Regions from separate parts of the Drosophila melanogaster genome. Here region 1 is linked to region 2. The links are chromatin contacts, called in public Hi-C maps. All regions are on one chromosome and are shown on one strand. Each heading gives the region's core, a stretch centred on a gene start, on an enhancer-like site or on the middle of the called end of the contact. The rest is flanking DNA. Distances are from core to core; before and after follow the strand shown.

What was found. A called contact is a pair of places that touch in the nucleus more often than the background predicts.
Region 1: a contact with region 2 is called in a Hi-C map of the Kc167 cell line, with 5 times the contacts expected there. The contact joins the promoter of Rab8 here to the promoter of wnd in region 2. A contact is called at or near these places in 4 of 107 Hi-C or Micro-C datasets (the D17-c3 cell line, the Kc167 cell line and the S2 cell line).

The regions. Positions count from the first base shown.
Region 1 is chr3L:19,868,578-19,875,196 of dm6, reverse strand. It overlaps Rab8 (Rab8,), which reads left to right and starts at 4,119. Exons shown (of 5, transcript NM_079448.4): 1 at 4,119-4,816; 2 at 5,769-5,829; 3 at 5,890-6,094; 4 at 6,333-6,473; 5 at 6,552-6,619. The coding sequence starts at 4,693. It overlaps Usp32 (Ubiquitin specific protease 32), which reads right to left and starts at 4,058. Exons shown (of 14, transcript NM_001275148.2): 1 at 3,743-4,058; 2 at 1,202-1,436; 3 at 858-1,134; 4 at 428-656; 5 at 1-364. The coding sequence starts at 3,803.
Region 2 is chr3L:19,633,703-19,640,960 of dm6, reverse strand. wnd (wallenda) reads left to right here and starts at 5,178. Exons shown (of 8, transcript NM_176363.3): 1 at 5,178-5,530; 2 at 6,498-6,729. The coding sequence starts at 6,581. It overlaps Rnf146 (Ring finger protein 146), which reads left to right. Exons shown (of 4, transcript NM_001144507.3): 4 at 643-3,754. The coding sequence ends at 1,388.

The DNA of each region.
Region 1 (6,619 bases), core at 2,870-5,369, 240 kb before region 2:
CCCCGGACGATATCGTTCTCCATGTGCTTGCACTGGGGCCACAGGCCAAAGACGATGTGGCACAGCTCGAAGATGAGGTCCAGCAAGGGCTGCATGAGTCTTAGATCACACTGTACGGTCCACAGCATAAAATCCTCAGCGGTCAGCGAGACATTGTCTCGGGTTAGCTTACTAGGCGTTCCATCCGGACTTCTTCTCTGTCCAAACTCCAGAAGATCACTTATCACCAGCTGTTTGGTCAGATCCTTGTATTGCTGGGACTCCTGATTTTCCTTGGCTACTAATAGCAGAACATTGATCATCTGCAGTGTTTCATCGTGGCTAAGAACGCCATCTCGATCCACATCGAAGATTTTGAAGCAAACTGTGGGTAGGCGTTTGTTACTCAATTGATCATAGCGGAATGATAAAAGTATTTAGTACTTACATCGTGTCCTTTCCACACCCGGTCCTCGGCAGGCGGCACTTACTCCGCAACACAGCTCCTTAAAGTCGATGTGTCCGTCGCGGTTCTCATCAAAGGCGTTGAATAGACCTGCTAGAGCATTCTTTGGTATGGGTGGACTGATCAGGGGTCCCAGGAACTGCAAGTCGATTTGGCCATTTTGGGAAGTGTTTTTCAAACGCCAAAACTCCTTTTCCAAATCGCCAATGTCCTGCAAAAGAATTGAACGGGGTTTCAGTATGAACTAGTCAAACGTAAGAACGCAAATGAGAGGCGATTGAGGTAAATTGAGTGGCGGATAACAAAACAGTTGAGGAACCAAGCGAAAATTATTTATAAATTGCATTTTCCACGAAATGATTCGCTCGCATATGTTTACAAAGCTCTATCAGCCTCAGCTGCAGATGCTCACCTTCTCCTCAAGATGCGTCACTCCAGCGAGGCTCTGGTAAAACGTTGGCGTCTCCAGCTCCGATGTGAGGCTAACACAGTTGTCGGACAGAAGCCATTTGGAGAGGACAGTGGCATTGCGATGCTTTATGATCCAGTCCTGGAACTGCTCGAAATTGACGCGTTCGCTTTGAGCGAATAGGGAGACGCTCTCGAAGGGAGCCAGATTGACGTTGCGCACATAGTCCGACTTGATGATGAAGGTGCCGGCATCGTTGCAGTACAGGTTCCACAGGAATCTAAAACGAAAGTAAGTAGTTGGGTTACCTAAAATCAATTCAGCCTTGCACATTATGGCACACTCACTTGGTTTTCTCCGCTTGGGTACCACGAGTTATCAAGACCAGACCGCAGAGCAGGTCGTTAAAGGAGATGCCACGCTGGGTGCCACCACAGGCGGCATATAACATGTCCACGATCTTTGGCGGCACTCCCTCGCACAGCACATCCTGCTGAAAGGCATTCCGACTGAGGAAGTTCCTGCCCACGCCCGCTGACTTTTTGAAGGCATCTCTCAGGCGGCGAAGCTCTACGTCGCTTACTGGAATAAAAAATCGGTGAATGAGTAATGCTGCGTTAGGGATTATCCCATGTGCCTTTAATTAATAGCCGGTATGCCGGGTAACCCCCTCATTTGATGCGATTTACGACCTCGATTTCACACTAACCGACGTGCTGTCAATAACAAACTGATTATTGGGAACACATGTTCCAGTATGGAAACCCAATTCAAATACATTCGCTCTAATTGTTTAATAATATACATTATAATAATATCAATAAACATTATTTCCGAGCTCATTTACCAATTCCATTACATATGGTATTAGATTCGTTGTTACCTAATTAACCATTATCAGTAATTGATTTTTCACTAATTACCTGAAGTGCAAAAAGGTTACCCACAAACCAATAGAAGGTAACATGAATATTATGTTCTTTAACGATAATTATTAATTATATTAATTATATTTTAGGACTGTTTTCATATGATCAACAAATAAAAAAAATTTAACTAATATTTCTTGCCCTAAAACGATAAATTATATATAAGTTAAAAAATGAAGAGGGTATCCCGAAGTCCGCCACACAAAGTTAATTTTATTTGTTTAATAATTGTGAATCATTTCCCGTGGAATCAAAGCAGCATAACATACGACAGTTTAAAATCGTTTAGCACTTAAGTCAGAAAATGATAAGAAACGAAACAAAATGTTCTTGTTAATATCGTTGCGCATTCTCAATAGTATGCTAATTCATGTTACTTCATCTTAAATGTACTACATGTTCCCTATTTAACCATTTTCATTCATGCCCCGTTCATAACGTTATAATTCATAACGTTGATTATTTAATGTCGGAAATAAAAGGCCACAAGAAGCGCAATTAAATTGACAATAAATAAACCATTTTAATTTCAACGATCAGGTTGAGAACCCAGAGCCAACTGATAACCGCCAAACCGGGCGTGAAAATACATTCCCAAGTTGATTGGGCAATATTGCAGGCGAATTATGCGACGTCACGGAAACGGCATTTTATTGAATGTTAACTGCAACTCGAGTCTGCGATTATTGACCACCGCGCACATACTTGCATGCTAGTCCTCACTTCCCCCTTGGTTTTACTGGAACCGGTTGGAGTGGCTAATAAGAAACACACGCACCCGGTCGCACGCCCCACACCAGTGATGGTGGGTGGTGGAGGGGTGGTCCGGAGTGCTGGTGTTCCGGGGGAGTGAGCCTTATCAGCGACACTCGTTTTCTTAACTCTGGCTGGGCCGCCTGGCCACAAATCAGCAACCATAACCATAACAACACCAGCATTTAGATGATTGCCAGCGCAAAGGGAAGGCGGAATAAAGTAAGTGAAAAGCACTAAGGGAAGCTAAACGTCATTGAAAGTGGGCCGAAAATGGGTATACAAGTTGGCTTAAATAATCTTAACTCTTCTGAATGATTACCAATTTTATTGCTGGTTCATTATTATAAAATATTTGGAGAAGAGTGAACATTCCGATTTTCATACTTTGTAAATAAATTTCTATTTTTTTGGCTTATCAGCTTGTTTTAAACACAGTAATTCCTTTTCCTATCTGAACATATTCCACTTAAAGAGGAATTTTAAGAAATAAGGAAATGACATGCAGAATTAAAAGCCCAATGAATTATTTATTTTAAAACATTTTTCTTATGGATATTCCAATTGGAAAATCGAAATCCAAAATGCTCCCCTTTCATTATAATTTCATTTCATTATAAACAAAAAAATTTTAAAGTAGGCTTCTTTATAAAATACTTCAACAGAAGACCTTTGCCCATAGAGTGCGAATTGAAATGAACACTGGAATGACATGCTGAACTTGAAATGAATCGTATTCGCAGCGACATCCGCATCCGCGCATTCCAGTCACCCTAAGCGTGAACTGCACTCCACTGGCTGTCTAACTGTTTCTCATGTGCCTTCGCTGCTTTGTTGTCTCTCACCCACACAGCGCACACCTCCAACTGCCACCCCATTCGGTTAGCTTTTCTATTGTGACGTCATTGGCGGCGGAGACGCAAATACCCATGCACATGAAAACACATGCAATAAAGAAGCCACACTGGAATGGCAGTAGATAATTGCAAGAGATAGGATTAAGAGGAGCATGAGGATGGTGGTGGCGGAAGTCAGTGGTGATTCCCGTTGGTCAGAAGACGTGGGCGCAACAACACAATGGAATCGATTGCACCTGCTTGTACGTTGTTGTTGCTTTCGCAGGGGGTTCTGTTTTCTTGATTGGCAGTGACCTATTTTCTGCGGCTGGGAGACGGCCCCACAAGTAACCAGCCGGAGGAGACTCACCGCGTTTCACCGAATCCTCGTAGCTGACGCTATTGGAGTGCTTGGACTCCTTGGTGCCCATGGTCCAGAATTTCTTGTTTGCGGGGGTGCAACTCAATGGATTCTGGGGCTCCGCCTGCTGCTGCGTCTGGCGACGCCACTTTTCACATTTGTTCAACTTCACTTCACAGTCGCGGGCGGAACAATAGGCTGCTGGCGAGGATCAGGTGCAGGATCACGACGATATATGTGTATGAATATATAATATACACCTGTCTTTTTGACTCTTGTCTTGTGCTATTTTCCTCTGTTTCTTTCTATATTCGCGCACTTTCCAACACTAACTGGAAACAGCTGTTTTCCCCATCGTACGATAAGCTATCGATAGACGACGGCGCGCCAGTGTTGCGCAGCAACGAATTATCGAAACTCATATTTTTTGTACGGGCGTAATTAGAAAGCAGTAATTAACTTCATTTCCACGTAATTTTCACAACAAACCAACGTAGACTCGCACCGCGTAGCGAGCGCCTTTGCATTTGCCCACCGGAAAAGCCGCCGCACGAAATCCGAAACTCGGGCACAGACAACAAAAAGGTCTTAAATCTACGTCGCCATTTTTGACACGGCTCCGAAATCGAAAACACAACACACACACCCAAGAGAAAAAGAGCTGCGCTGCGGAGAGAAGGAAAAAACTATACGTTTTCGATTCGAGTCGATTCAATTAGATTGTGGATTAGTGCGGTTACGTCTGGGTATAGTGTATATGTACATACATACGCTAAACGGCACGCATGGGGCATAATCGTGATTAGTGTTATTAGCCAAGAATCGGAGAGGAAGTCAGTCAGTTGATTAAGGAGACGACGACGTGTACAGAGCATCATCACCCTTAACCCGTACCCTAACCCCCAGCTAAGCACTATTATCGGGCCAGATACTGTGATCCTACCGCAAAAGCACACAAAATGGCCAAAACCTACGACTATCTGTTCAAACTGCTCCTGATCGGTGACTCCGGAGTGGGCAAGACCTGCATCCTCTTCCGATTCTCTGAGGACGCCTTCAACACAACGTTTATATCCACAATAGGTGAGTGTCATCATCCGCGTTTACCGTGTCTTCCGATTCTTAATTTTTTTTTTTTTTTGGTTATTAATTATAACACCTTCGTTCGCATGAACTCATTCGCAATTGGAAATCCGAGCTTCTGGCCCAGTGACTCATTAAATGCCTCTTTTCTTTTTTATTTCCTGCCCCATCCGGGCGCATTTGTCATAAATATTGTTGTTTCCATGGGAGGGGCACTCCCACCATGTTTGATTTCTCGCGCTTATTAAGATTTTCCCGTAAGGAATATATCCGGATGCCTTATCTCGCCCTGAGATTCACACCCGCATAGGAAAGCGATCAGAAATGAGTACTCAGTCCGAGTACCCATAGTCTTTGTACTTTCGCTGCTCTTATCGCCCCAGAAGCCGGATTGTTCCGATGCGAGACTTGACCGTCGCACGCCAAATCGGGAATGCCCTATTATATACCCAGCAGGCCCATGCCCAGTCTCAGAGGGAATTCAAGTAGTTGTTCCCGTACGAGTACAGTGAAGCCTTTCTACCAAACACAGCAAATACTTTTTAATAAATTCGAATCATAATCAGTACAACTTCAAGTGGCAGTTAAATCAGATTATGCTAGTAATTTTAAGCTTATTAAAATAATAATCACAATAATATTCGACATGCACACTGTACTTTCCCGTACTTGTAAACACAAAAGTAGAGCGATTCCCATTTCTGCTCGTGGCTAATAATTGTTTATTTTCGTTTTTGGCACGTTTTCATCGCGACACTTCCAATTTTGGGGCATTTACTTAACGACATTGTTTAAATTAATTGCGTGGTTTGTGGATTTCGGTTCTCTTCGTCTCTTATTTTAGCTGCGATGTCATGGGTTCCGACCAAACAGGTTTAGCCTCTTGCCAAATTATTTAAATTAATTAGCAAACGTACATGTGTGTATATGCTCATCTGTTTTCTCTTTTCAGGTATCGATTTTAAAATTAGAACAATTGAATTAGATAACAAGAAGATTAAGCTGCAGATATGGTAAGTACTAGGCGATTCATCTGTATTCTCTAATTACCTATATCTCCATTCATTTTCCAGGGACACTGCCGGCCAGGAGCGTTTTCGCACAATCACCACGGCCTATTACAGAGGTGCCATGGGCATCATGCTGGTATATGACATAACCCAAGAAAAGTCCTTCGAGAACATCAAAAACTGGATCAGGAATATCGAGGAAAATGCGTCCGCCGATGTCGAGAAAATGCTGCTGGGAAACAAGTGCGAATTGACCGATAAGCGACAGGTATGGAAAAAAGAAATTGGTGATTTCGCTGGCTATTCCTCCAAGTTCGTTTATTTGTTTGTTCCATAAAAGTTATCTACAAACATTTTATTTATATATTTCAAATTCAGTTAGTGTATAATCATTTGTTATTAAATCCAATAAGGGATAGACAATGATTTGGCGCAATATTCTTTTCAGCTTCATAAAGCTATCTGCCCTTAAGGCCGATAATTAAACAATTTTCCACCCGTTGTAGGTTTCAAAAGAGCGCGGCGAACAATTGGCCATCGAGTATGGCATCAAGTTCATGGAGACCTCCGCGAAGGCCAGCATTAACGTGGAAGAAGCCTTCCTCACCCTAGCCAGTGATATCAAAGCGAAAACGGAAAAGCGAATGGTGAGTGTGCGGGTGGCGAGACTCGGACAAAGCGTTTTTTTTACTGTGGCTAACCATTTACATCCTTTGTGTGCGCAGGAGGCGAACAACCCACCCAAGGGCGGCCATCAGCTGAAACCGATGGACAGTCGGACGAAGGACAGTTG
Region 2 (7,258 bases), core at 3,929-6,428:
GGACCAATGCAGACATCGAGATCGCCTATGCTGGCTTTGAGATATTCAAGGCAGATAACCCTGAGCTTGCTCCTTTATTTGATCGGGACTGTCCAAACCCTATCAATCACTATTGTCTGTGTGACGAAAATATTATTTTCTACAATGCCGATTCAGAAATTGTTATATACCCAACCATTATTCGTTCATCTGGTCAGGGCGCTCCAGCCTCTTCCGAAAACAATGGTCGGGACTCGCCAGCCCTATCATTGGACGATATTATGAGCTTAGACCCCGATGAGCTGAACATCATTAGGCCGCATCCATGCACACTGCCCATTCAGATCTGCGGGCGTATGTACATCATCGACTTTTTGCAGAATTTACAGTATCTCCGCTTGACTCCAGAAAAGAGCCGCAATATAATGCGCTGCAAGAGCACGGATGACGTTTCTGGCGGAATGAGAGGAGTTGCTGGACTGAGCCAGAACTAAAAATACAAGAACACTTTAATAATTAATGACAACACCTAACTCCTTACCCATTCCGCACATCCATTTCCGTAATAACAAACTGTAATTAAATGACCAAATCGTCGAAAAGAATTGGACCGATTCCATTCCATTCCGAATTTTTCTTTCTTGTCAAAATGTTTAACTATAGGTTGGTGGCAGTACGATGACCGCACTAGTCAGGACATCGAAGATGCCTTTAAGAAGGGCGACAAATCCTGTACAATTTTGGTAGCCGGCTACGTCTACATTGTGGACTTGGAGCAGCTAGTCCAGCAGCGCCAGAATGAGCCCACTCGCTGCCGGAGGGTTAAGCGAGACCTAGCCACCATACCCAAAAAGGGGGTGGCCGGTCTGCGGATCGAAGGCAACCAGGTGACCAGCGACACCGTCTTCAGCAGGCCAACCAACACAGCCAATCCAACCACCGTGGCAGCAGCTGCCTCCAGTTTCATATCCACCATAGCAGCCACAGATGCGGCCATTAGAATCGCTAGCGACATAATAGGCTCAACGCTGGCTCATGCAGATGAACTAACTCGGGGACTGACGGCTAGCAATCTCAACGATGATCTCAGCAGCAGCGGTGAGCAATCCAACTCCACAAATTCAAACGATGCAGGGCGCTCGCCTGCCTCCTCGCCTGCCTCAAGTTCCATGCAGGATCTGATCACGCGTGACCTGAGGAACACCCAACAGGTGATTGCCCACAACCAGCACACCATTGATCTCTTCGAGCAGGCCTTGAACGACTTCCAGGCGCTGGCCATGCGCAACTATGTTGACTCCAGCGATGAGGAGAACAACGACCAGGATCAGGAGCATGAGCTGCGGGAACGGGAGCAGCTGGAGGCGGGCGAGCAGCCACAGTCCAACGATAATCCCCAGAGATTTTAGAAATAATCTACTTACCAGAAAGCTTATATTGTTGCTCGCCTAATCGATACATTTAAAGAAAATATCAAATGTTCCTTTAAGCAGATTTCGATATACGGAAGGGGAATGTTAACTAGAGAAATGCAGCGCGTACCTGAGAATATATCAACTAACATATATAACCATAGGCTCAGAGCGTTGGGCGTCGAACAGGAAAAATAGAAAAAATAGAAAAGAATGTCTACAGGGTAAACAAACATATTCCTTAAAACATAAAATCAGATATTGAAACATAGACGTTACAGCAGAAACATAAATAATCTATTTAATACGATATTCAATTTTCCCCAAACAAACTTAACCCAATTAAAGCAAAAAAATGGTATTCTTAGTAGGAAATGGTAAGGACAGCAGTGGCATTGGTTGAATCCATTTGTGTGGCCTGTAATGCTCTAAGAAATCTCTGTAAGACCTCCGAATAGGATTTCTCTGAATTAACCTGTACATAATAATTACAAAATCAAGAGTTCTACAAGAATTCGGAAAGTTAACCCTCCCTATGGTCTCATTTGCAAGCTGGCAAAAGTAAATATAAGCTCCTCCACCAAGAAAGAGTAGTGTGAAAAAGACAATATTTATGAATTGGGATTAACTAGACATGTGAGTTCAATTAGCAGGAAGTTCCCACTCACATAATTGATATTCAGTGCGTTTCTTAAATCGGAATCGTTTAATTTGACTTACTTTCCACAGTATCTATGTTCTGACACAGTTTTTAGATTTAAATTAATGCAAGCTGTTTTCGAAGCGCACTGTCATCAGGGGAATCAGATGCAGTATTAATTATTAAGTCGCCGTGAAGTGCGTTAAACAAAAACATTTCTGTGACAGTTGAATATATTGATATTTTGTATACTCTAAGTTGCTTTAAATAATAGATTTAAAGGAAAATTGTTAGACAGACCTAATGTTGTATACTACAACTATGTGCTACGGATACGATATACGCCCGATTTAATAATCTCAATTTTGTGACTACTATTTATAGATTCGTTTTCGATATGTACTCCGCCATTACTTCTAACAGCGAAGTGCGTATTCGTTGCTTCCCTAATATCTACGGTATACCTAAAGCTCTACTGAACCCGACTCCCGACTTCGAAAAGCCCCTCCTGGTAATATCAACAGCAGTTTTAAAATTAAACCTCAAATTGATTTCACCGCAACTCATTGTCAACCTCATAATACTTTCTGGCATTTTCCATTGCGCATTTTACTGGATTTTGATAACATTTGCTATTCCATAACTGACAATGAATGAAATGGTCTTAATTACAATCATTTGCATTGCATATCTGGAATACAGAGCCTTTTCGATATGGTTTTCCTATCCTATGGTGGCAGTTTCTAAACAATTCGATTCGTACTTAATAATCATTTAGCTTTTCAACAATTAAATCAAAACCAAATGTGCCAAGAAACATTTATTGAACAGCACTCGCTCCGGTATTTTTGACAGCACTGATAAGGCAACTCTAATAAACAGCACGTAGCATTTTCTGTCGTCTAATATAATTACATTTAATTAATGAATTAAGCATTTACAACTTAGTTTATACAAGATGTTAAGTAATAGATATTGCTGAATCCGATAAATGTCGATTAGAGATCTGGCTTCTGTGCAAGATCACATTTGTAAGAATAGCTCCTAGGACATGTATTTAAGTTGGGCAATAAAAAAAACCACAAAACCTTTGTGAAATATTATTTTAATGCTCGCTTGTCTGCGAATGGAAGTAATAAATATTTACATTTTTTATTTCAAGAAACTCAGTTCTTTATTAAATTTCTAGATCAGAACTGCGTACATTGAGGAACATATTTAAAAGGTTTTCCATGATGGCAGCTTTAAAAAGAAAGTGTGTTATAACCAATTGACCATATTGGATTCCTTTTTTAAAAAAGGCAAAGTGAAAAAAATAACTTTCCTAACAAATAGATATTAAACAAAATGATTCATTATTTTGAAGCACAAAAGAAAGAGATATTCCAATCTTCCATTGATACACTATTATTGTTCTCACAACAATACCAACAAGATCCTTATCTCAATGATCCTCAACTACCCTTAACTTAGACTTGTTAAAGGCAATTCTTGTGTTGAGATCATATACCCCCTCCCCCTCGCAAGTGGCACTGATTGACGGGCATGGAACCTGCACCCTGGACATGGAACTGGAACCCTGGGAGATACTGGCCCTCGGTGTCCCTCAAATGCGTGAAACCCTATGACTCATGCGCAATGGACCAAAAGAAAACGCCTGAGCCGCACGCAGGCAGCATAACAATTTATTGGTCAGAACATACAAGAAAAGGTATTTGTTGATAACGTGGAAGGGGGGAGGTGGCTCTAAGAAGGGAAAAGTGGATTGTGTGATTGGTAAGGATACACCGCGACAAAAAGATCTTATATACTTATGGCGTTATGCTGTTATCATGGGTGATAAAGGTAATATTTTTATACATATGTACGTAACATAATAATAAGTTGTTAATTTCGAAATATTTCGTGTATAGAATAATGCTTTTCCAATTCATAGTAGAGACATTTATTATGAATATTATATGCTATGGAAATTCTAAGTATGTAAATATACAATTGATCGCTGAATATATGCTATGGAAATTCTAACTATGTAAATATACAATTGATCGCTGAATTCGCTAAGTATTTTCCACGATGTAGAAAAGCCCCCACCCACTAACATGTTCTCCAAAGAGATCAGTCCTCTGTGGGTATGAGTCATCTTTGTTTATGTAGAAATTATGCTACCTGCTGCACTATGTTATTTTCATTTTCGTGCTCTACCTGTTGTGCGAAAGCGGAGGAGCAGGGGTATGGGATTCGACACAAATCCGGAGACACCGTTTTCACAGCTCTGCTCTTGTATAGCAATTCTTTGATGACGTGCCGAGTTTAACTACATACCCAGCTTATGACGTACAGACTGATAAGCTGATAGGTTGTTTACGCAAGCGAATTGCATTTAAGAACAATTTAAAGTTTAATTTTTATATGTATGTATGTTTGTTTGTGTATAAAGCGAAAAAGTATTAAGATCATACTTTAAGTAACTTAGCTCATGCTTTTATAACATATATTGATAAAACAAAATCAAAATACATACATACATTCTTTTTAAGAGTATCACTAAGTTTTTGACTTTCCTTAAATAGATATACATACATACATATCTAGTTATTTATTTCATTTATTAAGAAGCTGACTTTTAAATAAAATTAATACCCACATTTAGTATAAAAAACTGTCTAATAATAAATTTTTCTACTTTCAGATGTTCTTTCAAAATTTTAGATCAAAGTTTCCAAAAGTTGCTAATAGTATTCTTAAATTTAGTACTTAATATTCGAAAGAGAAAATAAAAATAGAAATGAAAAAGAGTGTGGTAAAAGCGAGGTTTTAGATATTCAACGACACACAAATGTGTACATCTAATTTCATTGATTTGAATTATTTAATTTATTTATTTTTGACTTCATTATCTTTTTAAGCATTATTTTGCTAAAAGCTCAGAAGCAGCTGCCATGAGCGCTTTTAGGCACTGAACACGATCGTGCACGTCGCTGACGAGAGCTTTATTAAACTTTTAAGCCAGATCCAGTTTCATTGGCACTATCAAGTAGAGTGTGGTGAGCAAAAGAAAAACGGGGATAATCGGAGAGGCGACAGCAACAACAACGACCCAGTGCCTTGGCAGTTGATGTCTGTTTGTGGTTGGCCATCCCGCGCAGTCGCGTTCTCCCGCACACTTGCGCAGTGAACACAACCTGCGCTCCAAACTGGTTTTGGTGGAGGAAATCCGCAAGAGAGAGCGCTAGAGAGCGGATTGGAACTCGGTTTCGGCCAAAGCCAAAGCAGAGCCAGCAGCCAGTTTTTGCTTTTTAGTCGATTTGTATCTACCTTTGGTGCGGACGGTTGGTCGGAATAAACGCGTTTCGCAGCGGAACTCCAAGAAGAGCAGAAAACCAGTCTTTAATTGTTCCATTTCAAGCTGAAATCAAATAAAAGTTCTTCGCCAATGGCTGAATAAAGTACGAATCAATGCAATCACTACGATTCGCAGTGGAAAATTGCTGGAAAAGTGAGCAAAGTGTGTGAAAAATGTGCAAATACAAGAATTTTTATATTGATTTTCTTGGCCAAAAGAGCGAACGAGCGAGCAAAAGGCAGCAGCAGAGGAAGAAGAAGAAGCAGCAACAGCACAAAGCTGCGCTGTAAGGCTTCCGTCGTTGGTGCGAGCAAGAGGGGAGGGCCCTACTGGGTGGGTGTGAACGAGACAGCAATAGCGAGAAATGTACTCTGGTGTGTGTGTGGGAACATTTATGTTTGTTGTTTTTGTTATGTTCTAGCTTTGGCCAAGTTAAATTAAAAAAAAAAAGAACAACAAGAAGTGGAGTTGTACACAGGAAAAAATGATATCAAGTGCCTTTTCTTCTAATATATGTTTATCTTTTGAAAAGCAAAAGATATTATTCAAATGAGAAAAAAAATAATCATAAAGTAATATTATTTGGCGAATTATATTTTTTTTTTAACAGAAAAAGATTCTGTACTATATCTCAAAAATAATTGGAAAAGCATCTAACTTACAAAAATGGGATACAATATATAAATACATTTTTTGATATCTACTTTTTTTTTCTGTGTACAAATAAAAAGAATACCTGTATGTGAGCTTGTGTGTGCGCCTATTCTTTTGTGCAATTCGCCTTTTAAAGGCATCATAAAAATAGCTCAGCCTGCAGTTTGAAAGTGAAAGAAAACCACATTTAAGCGGAATGCAAAGTGAATTGGCAGCAAGTGCAATAATCGACCCTTCTTCTTCCCGTGTTTGTGTGTTTAAATAGCTTTTTTTGCGTGGGTGCTATTGCTGTCTCGCTCCCGCTCCTGCTCGCATATCCTTTTGCCCTTTGCCGTTTGACGTCGTTTGCTTCTTATTGATTTTCGTCATTCATTGATAAGAGGTTGCGAACGAATGTGCGCGTGTGTGTGTCTGAAAAGGAAATCCCCAGCCAAAAAATACTAATGTTCGTGGTATCTCCATATAGCAACCGCTTTATTGACCAGAATGTCGTAAGGATCGATCATAGAGCCACCAATACACATACCCAAACCACACCAATCCTGGACAATGCAACCGTTCAGCGACAGTCTGAGCAAAAGTCGCGATGATCTGGTCACCGCCGCCTCCCGGCAACAACAACAGCTACACGGACGGAGGCGACACCACGGCAGCAGCCCCAACTTGTCGCTCGATCAGACCGACAATCTGCGAAGGAGGTGAGCATTATTATTATTAGACATTATGGTCGTGATGGCTAAGACAAAAACCTAAAAGTTTTAGAACGATTTTTGTTTGAGTTGATTATAGAAAAGTTGTTGGACATTTAGAAACTTTATTTAAAGAGTAATCACATAATTGATTAAATCTTAAAAAAAAAACTAAAAAGCAACCTCGAGCATAAAAACCCCAAAAAATAAATACTTTCAGCCATTAAAAACTCGTCGTGTTTAAGTAAAAGAAACAAAATCGGCTTGAAATTTTAATTAATATTTCAAGAATATGCCGCCGAATCGTGCTTAATTAAGCGGGGTAATCGACCTTCACTGTATACAAGTTTTTATGTAATTCGCAAGCAACTGAATACTCGAAAGTATTTAGCAGGTTAAACGATCGTTTAAAAATTTAAAAAGCCACAAAAATCTTGAACTGAGTAACAATAAAAAATTCAACTTTATCCGATAGATACAGGATTCTATTTCCCAAATAGGAGGCGTCAGCTTTATTTTCCTAGTTCCTAGTCTCACT